Regions from separate parts of the Danio rerio genome. Here region 2 is linked to region 1. The links are chromatin contacts, called in public Hi-C maps. All regions are on one chromosome and are shown on one strand. The core of a region is the stretch at or near the end of the contact, and the rest is flanking DNA. Distances in the headings are between cores, read along the strand shown. Region 1 overlaps zgc:162928. Region 2 holds the start of sulf1 (sulfatase 1).

Region 1 (3,402 bases), core at 385-2,884:
AAAGGGAATGTGAGACAAGACTCTTGACTCTTGACTCTTGATTGGTTCAGTGCACGTTATGCTCAAAATACACCCCTAAGTCATTAAGAGAATAAGTACAACCCTGTTAGACCATGCTTAAGGGTGCAGAACATCCTTAAAATAGCAAAAGTGGTTTCAGTGTTTTTGAGCCATGTGCTTTTTTCTGTGATCACACCATCAACTCGCAGATAAATTGCGTTATTCACTCATAAATAGCCCTGTAAAAATTTTAAGTTTACTCGCTTTATTCGCACGTCAAAAATCCACTTCATTCGCATGTCAAATCCCCGTCATTCACGTGGCAAATTCACTTCACAACAGAGGCGGATTTGTGTGATGGGCAGGGCTTCTGCCCAGTGACTCTAGCTTCGTTGCTAAATGGCTAACATGGATTTTATTGAGAAAAAAAACTGTTTATGTGGTTTATGAAGGCTGAAAGACAGCATATATTAGTTTGGAGCTGTGTCTGAGTCCACTAGATCTTGATAGAAGTGCAGCAGCACTGTGAGTATACAAACTTCTCCAGTTTGATAAACTGTTGTCGGTGTAGGCAGGATTTTCCCCCAGGCACAACATCATAATTACGCCCTCTCAAAAGCAAGCTCCTGATTGGTTAACGTGGCACAAATGTCCGCAGAAGTTTAGATTTTGGAACTTGAGCGTTTCGCGTGAAACATGTGATACGCGCGTCAATCGCGCAAAACACACACGCTGCTTCGTTCGCGTGAATCGCATCAATCGCGCTGCTTCATTCACACAAATTGCTTTAGGATGTCTATTCGTGCATTTGCATTGACTTAACATGTAAATCACTCGCGCTTGATGCTTCTTCCGCATCTGGTGTGAACGTAGCATTAAACTTTGTGCATAGATTGTTAAAATACAGCCCTTTAACTCAAAACACCTGCAAAGAAGCTCAACACAGAGGAGCATCTAAAGTTGAGCATGCAAAACTATTAACATTCAAACAAGATGATGTAACACTGCTAAAATATGATTCCTTCAAGTTTTAAATTTCTCATTCATTTACGTGATGCGAGTTAATTAGAATTCACCAAGCATTTGGAATGCAGCGAATTGCGGAACTTTTCACGTGAGCTTGCATTACCAATCTGGCACATTCCCCTTGCATATCAACTGAAATCAATGGGGCGAAAGTGCAGTGTGACCTTGCATTAAGTACACGGAACAGCCTAGCAATAAGTTGAAACAACATAGAATGCCCTAGTAACAGCTTCTCAATAACACAGGATACCCTAGCAACTAGAAACCACACAAAATACGCTTACAACTTTACAAAATGTCTAATGACCATATAACAACTGCCTAGAAACCATCCTCAGCACTCTAACAACTACATCACAAATTGAACATATAACACATTCAAATTTGAAGATTTTAGATGTTTGTAAATTAAATCTACTTCCAACTTTAAATAATTTCAAATTTAAATGAGATTTTGAACCTGCTTTTCTGGCTTGCTTTTCTCAAGCTAACATTAAATGTTTATCCTTCTAACTTTTTGTATGTAGCAGCTCTTATATGGCTTCTACCGCACACTTCGGATTACCTAATCACTGAAAGTCATGCCAAGACACTGCAAGCCGCAGCTCGGAGATTGATAGCGTAGTCCACAGTGAACCATTTATTAAATCTGAAAGACATTCAGTGAGAGTATGATGTAAGCCACAAACCTCTGGAGGATTTACAGTAGAGCGAAAACCTCAAAATATGATTTATCTGTAGGAATGAACCCATAGACCTAACAACAAACATATCCAAAAATCATGCAAGTAACAAACACAGTGAGTCATGTGTGGCGTCGTGGGTTTGAATGCTTGGTTTTGTAATGTTGTGATAATGTTGTTCTGCACACAATGCCTCTGTAAGTCTTATCTGAGGGAATGTGTGTGTCTGTGTTCCCCAGGTTTGTTTTTTCAGATCTTGTAGTGTGATAACAGGAACATCAGCCTTGCTATCAGCGGTCAGGCATGGTTTACTGTAGGAAAGTAAATGTCACGGGGAAAGTATGTTTTAAAAGGTCATTCTTATGCTCACCCGGTTGAAGTAATACTCTTGGATTTTTAAAATAAGTGCAATTGCAATTCATGCAATGGGAAAGATTTTCAGCATCATTATGACAGTCTTCAGTAGCTATGTTTCCATCCAAAAGTGCAAATGAACTTTATGCGCAAAACTGGATTATCGCATAAAAGATGTTCGAATAAAGCTGCGTTTCCATCTAACGAGTCAAAGAGAACAAAATCGTCTCTTCCTGGTTAACTGGCGCCAAATATCAATAAAAACGGAATTTGCCACAGTAGGAGAAGCTGTGTCAATCTTTTCTTCATCTAATAAATGACTTGCGCCTCAGAAGGCAATCCTGACACGCAGTGAACGCGCGGTGGCGTTTGAAGGTGTCAGACACAGAGCAGAGACGCTTTTGATTATGGAGGTCATTGATGATATAATAACACTTAACTTAAACGGGAAGGCGTTTAAGAATGACTAAAACAACAGTTCGGATGTTTTACAGTGTGTTCAGCCTGCTGGTTTGTCCATTTACACACATTTTCATCATCACATGATCTCATCACAAAATCACATGACCTTTTTTAAAGCGCATACTGAAATTTGTGCGGTAAAAGTGTTTCCATCGTAGTTTATGCGCATCTTTTCTTATTTAATAAAAAGTTTATCTTACTCAGTTATGCGCATACGTTTTTTTATGCGCATATTTTTAAATTTATGCACATCATGGCAATTCCATCAACTGTTTTTTTTAATGCGCATATGCAAAATGGACATAAAAATAGGTGGATGGAAACATAGCTAGTGTCACCAGTGTTGTCAAGTCTGCTTATAATGCGCTTATAACAAATATGCAAAACATTTGGCCTTAAATTTTAAACAAAAATCTGGTTGCTTGTGTACAAAATATGACATGGCATCTTTTGTATTAACAGTCAATGATTTTTCAATTGGATTTTCTGACGCTCTGAGTTTATAGCTAATCGTCATTTAGTGCAACAATATACAGTAAACTCTGTTACATCAAACCATTTGTGGCATCTTAGATTTATTGAAGAATGATTCAAAAGATGATCATAAAGAAATCTAATATAAACATTTACAATACAATGCAATACAATACAAAACTTTGTCAAGCAGCTTACATTTTTCTTGCATAACAGCATGATAAATACTGCTTACAAAGAGACAAAGACACACAGCCTGATGTACAAATGACTTTTTAAATTTTACTTTATTAAAACTTGGGACTCTAAATTGATGGTTTCCTCCGGGTGCTCCGGTTTACCCCATAGTCCAAAGACATGCGGTACAGGTCAATTGGGTAGGCTAAATTGTCCCAAGTGTATG
Region 2 (3,402 bases), core at 677-3,176, 210 kb after region 1:
GTAAAGTCCCAACTGTAAATGAAGCTATATGAAAACTAATGTTTTGCATTGCAGTTTTTATCTGTTTCTCCTGCCTCTCCTGAAACTGTCATTAATCTAGAATGCCTCTTAGATCTACATTAGCACAAAAAAAGGTGAAAGTATAAAGGAAAGAAGATGTTAGCCTTCTCTCTGGCTACTTGAGTAGAGTATGTGATGACGAGCTCGTCTTGTTTGTTTGATTTAAAGCTTTTGAGGGGTTTGTCAGGAGTGAAGATTGATCAGTGTTTGAGTTTGGTCTGGCCTAACTGAAACTTTTACCAGGTGTGAAAGCAGTTTTAAAGAATGCTAATAGGTCACTTAGCAGCCTTTGTTTTCATTTCCTCGACTGATGAACTTTGTTGCCAAGATAGTGCTTAATCAGGGTTAGCATGTTTATTGAACTGTGGTTTCATAAATGACAAGCCATTTTCTGTTGATGTTTTACTAATCTGAAGATTTAATTCCCCTAAAGACTGCTTTTGGTTGTTTTCTGCACCAAATTCCAGCAGTTTTAGCTGTTTCTTGTTTTAGTTGCAAAACGATCAGTAGCATAACTACTTTATCTGTGTTTGTTTGTTTTGTTTATGTATACATTATCCTGCAGATGTTGAATTTAGTCCTAATATCTTCAAACACTAACAGACATTTTTATTTATTTATTTATAATTTTAAGTGAAAGAAGAAAGGATTATGTATGCATTTTTTTTCATATAGACAAAACAAAGCATGACAAATAAATTATTAAACAATTGCAATTTTAAATTGTGCAGTTTTGAATAGTATGATCCATCAAAAACATAAGTTAATTAATTAATAATCTAGCCCTATTTAGCCTTAACTAAACACAATAAATATCTCTTCAAGCACCAGACATTTTTATTTATTTATTTATTTATTTATTTATTTATAAAAGAATAAATTATGTATGCATGTATGTATACTTTTTTCTTCTTATTGACAAAACAAAGCAAAATTAACAAAACAAAATTATTAGACAATTGCAATTTTAAATTGTGCAGTCTTGCATGGTATATGATCCATCAAAAATTTAAGTTATAATATATATTGTATAAAAATATTCAATATTTAATTTGAAAAAAAAAAAAAATCTAAATGGTTCATGGTAATGGTTACAAAAATATGTCAGTTAAATTTGTCAAACATTTGTGGAAACTTTGTATTAATGTTTCTTTTAAAAAGAAATCTTCTAACCAAAGATTACATTAAGTATTTGACACTGTTTTATAGTTATGAGTCTTGTAAACTCATCTGCCATTTACACTAAAGAAAACACTCCACTAACCTAAAACACAACAGTAAATAAGTCAGCAAAACTTAAAATTCAGTCCAACATTTGAAGCAGTTTCAATCCAGCACAGCAAAAGACAGTAGCTGAAATAAAAGCCACTAAATAGCGCTAATGATCCCGGGCTCAGTCTCTTATCTCTGTAAAATCTGTTTTGCTCTTAACTTAAGGCAGTAGATTGCGAAGGACAGGAATGCTGCTGGGACAGCTGAAGATTTATAACAGGGAGGTGTGAGTTGGGCAAATGTAACAGTGAAGTGCAAACAGCAGGGCATTGTGGTCTATGCGAGACTTTCTTTCTTTAACTGACCACGCTGTCTTTATGGCACTTCTTTCCTCTAGGCTTTACAGGGTACTACAGTACAATGCAACTATCTGTGCAAGTAAGATTTGAGGAACCCCAGGCTGCTTCTATGGGATTCCTGTGAGCTACAAGTGGCAACATAACTGTTCAGAGACATGCTGCTCTCTCTCCCTCCCTCCCTCATTCGCATTCTCAGTCCCCTCCCTCCTCCTCTCCTCTCTCTCCTCCCTCTCTCTCTCTCTCTCTCTAAATCTCAGGTTACTGTGGCTGGAGTTTTTAGACATCTCTGACTAGTGTTTCCCTTATGTCCTTGTCCCTGCCTCCAGCCTGGGAAGAGCCACCCAGTACCCTCTCTGATTGGACTGGGTAGTTTGTCTTGATGCACCACTGTGCTGAGTGCTGGAGGACGTGTTTCAACAGATGGTTGGGGTTAGTGTGTGTCATCACATTGGAGAACGGATTAGAGGAGGAAGGTTGTCTTCCAGGAGCAGTGTGGTCCCCACAAACACTCTGAGGAGCTCAAGAGCAAACAACCCACAGCGAGAAACAGAGAGAGATCAGCTTCATGAACAAGACTGACATCCAGGTAGTAACACTTCTAATTCACACTCAGTTTGTTTTTCCTTGGAGGCTTGGGGGTTTTCAGACAATCTGCAATGGTTTTTGGCTGTCTCATTTGGAGAAGCCCATGTAAAGCTGAAGTGCTGTCAGGGTTGGGGTTCTGAATGAGAGATTGTGGTTTTTAACTGATGCAATGTGTTTTGCATGATATGCAAGCTTTAATGAAGCATTTAATTAGATTTTGACTGCATGAACATGACTTAATCTTTTGGACGTTTGTATATATTTGGTTGAGACTGAGCCTGCACATGTTGCCGGCAAACACATTCAGTGGAATGAGTTGTTTAAATTAGGTGTTTCTTGCATTAAGTAGCATTAAGAACATCTCTGGGACCAATTTGCAACATATGCAAACATAGTTGCCACTCCAAAGAAATCATGTCACAAGTTTCACTCAACTCCAGTACACCAAAAAAAGAGAGACCTGCCAATGAAGAACTAGATGTCTAGCATTAATGTGTTGCTCCCGGGCATGTATACAGCGCGAGGTGTTTGCTGAGGGGACTGTACAGCTGTAAGGCGAGGGGGCAGAAGAATGATGCCAGGAATGCCACAAAGACAGAGTTGTGTGAATGATGTTTATTTACACACATAAATCAGGCATGTCAACATCACTCACTCACTTGCACGCTGAAATTCATTTGAGAAAACCACAAATACATCAGCACCAGTGTTGAGATTTTACAATGAGGGCAGTCATTACCAGTGATGACTACAGGACTTGAATTCAGTTCTCATTTAGTGTGTTTTCATTTCTGTGGATTTAGTTATGCCTTATTAGTTGATTTTTTTTTCTCCACCTTTAATTTCGTTGGTGCTTGACAAATCCTTTGAGAGTTGATGCTTATGCAGACGTTACCTTGCGTTGAATCGATTTAATGCACAAGTAGATTTGATTTATTGAGAGTTTGAAAATGACCTTGATAAATCAATCTTGATGGGTTGCATTAGTTGCCAAAAAAGGCTTTTATGGCATCTTTTATATGAGCCGTATGTAATTAGGTGTTGTAGCTGTGAGGTCTTTCGAGGAGATCTAAACGAAAGCCTTGTTTGAGTTTGAAAGCAGACAATACCCTTGACCTGAGCGTTCTTTGCAAACAGAACCATGCCGTAAATTTGTCAAGGTTCTTCATTAATCATTTGCACCAGG

Evidence for each region. Hi-C and Micro-C count contacts between places; a contact is called where the count stands out from the background.
Region 2: a Hi-C map of an unstated tissue shows a contact between it and region 1, with 4 times the contacts expected there. The contact joins the promoter of sulf1 here to the enhancer-like site in region 1. A contact is called at or near these places in 1 of 18 Hi-C or Micro-C datasets (an unstated tissue) and 1 of 4 datasets of contacts at active chromatin or transcription factors (caudal fin).

What each region holds. Positions count from the first base shown.
Region 1 is chr24:23,183,002-23,186,403 of GRCz12tu, forward strand. All of the region lies in intron 7 of zgc:162928, which reads left to right. Among named protein-coding and RNA genes, the nearest start is that of zgc:162928, 100 kb to the left of the region's middle. Within about 2 kb of position 1,635, at least 4 of the 62 cell types and tissues checked have an H3K27ac peak or open chromatin away from gene starts, as enhancers often do.
Region 2 is chr24:23,387,781-23,391,182 of GRCz12tu, forward strand. It overlaps sulf1 (sulfatase 1), which reads left to right and starts at 1,927. Exons shown (of 19, transcript NM_001003846.2): 1 at 1,927-2,217.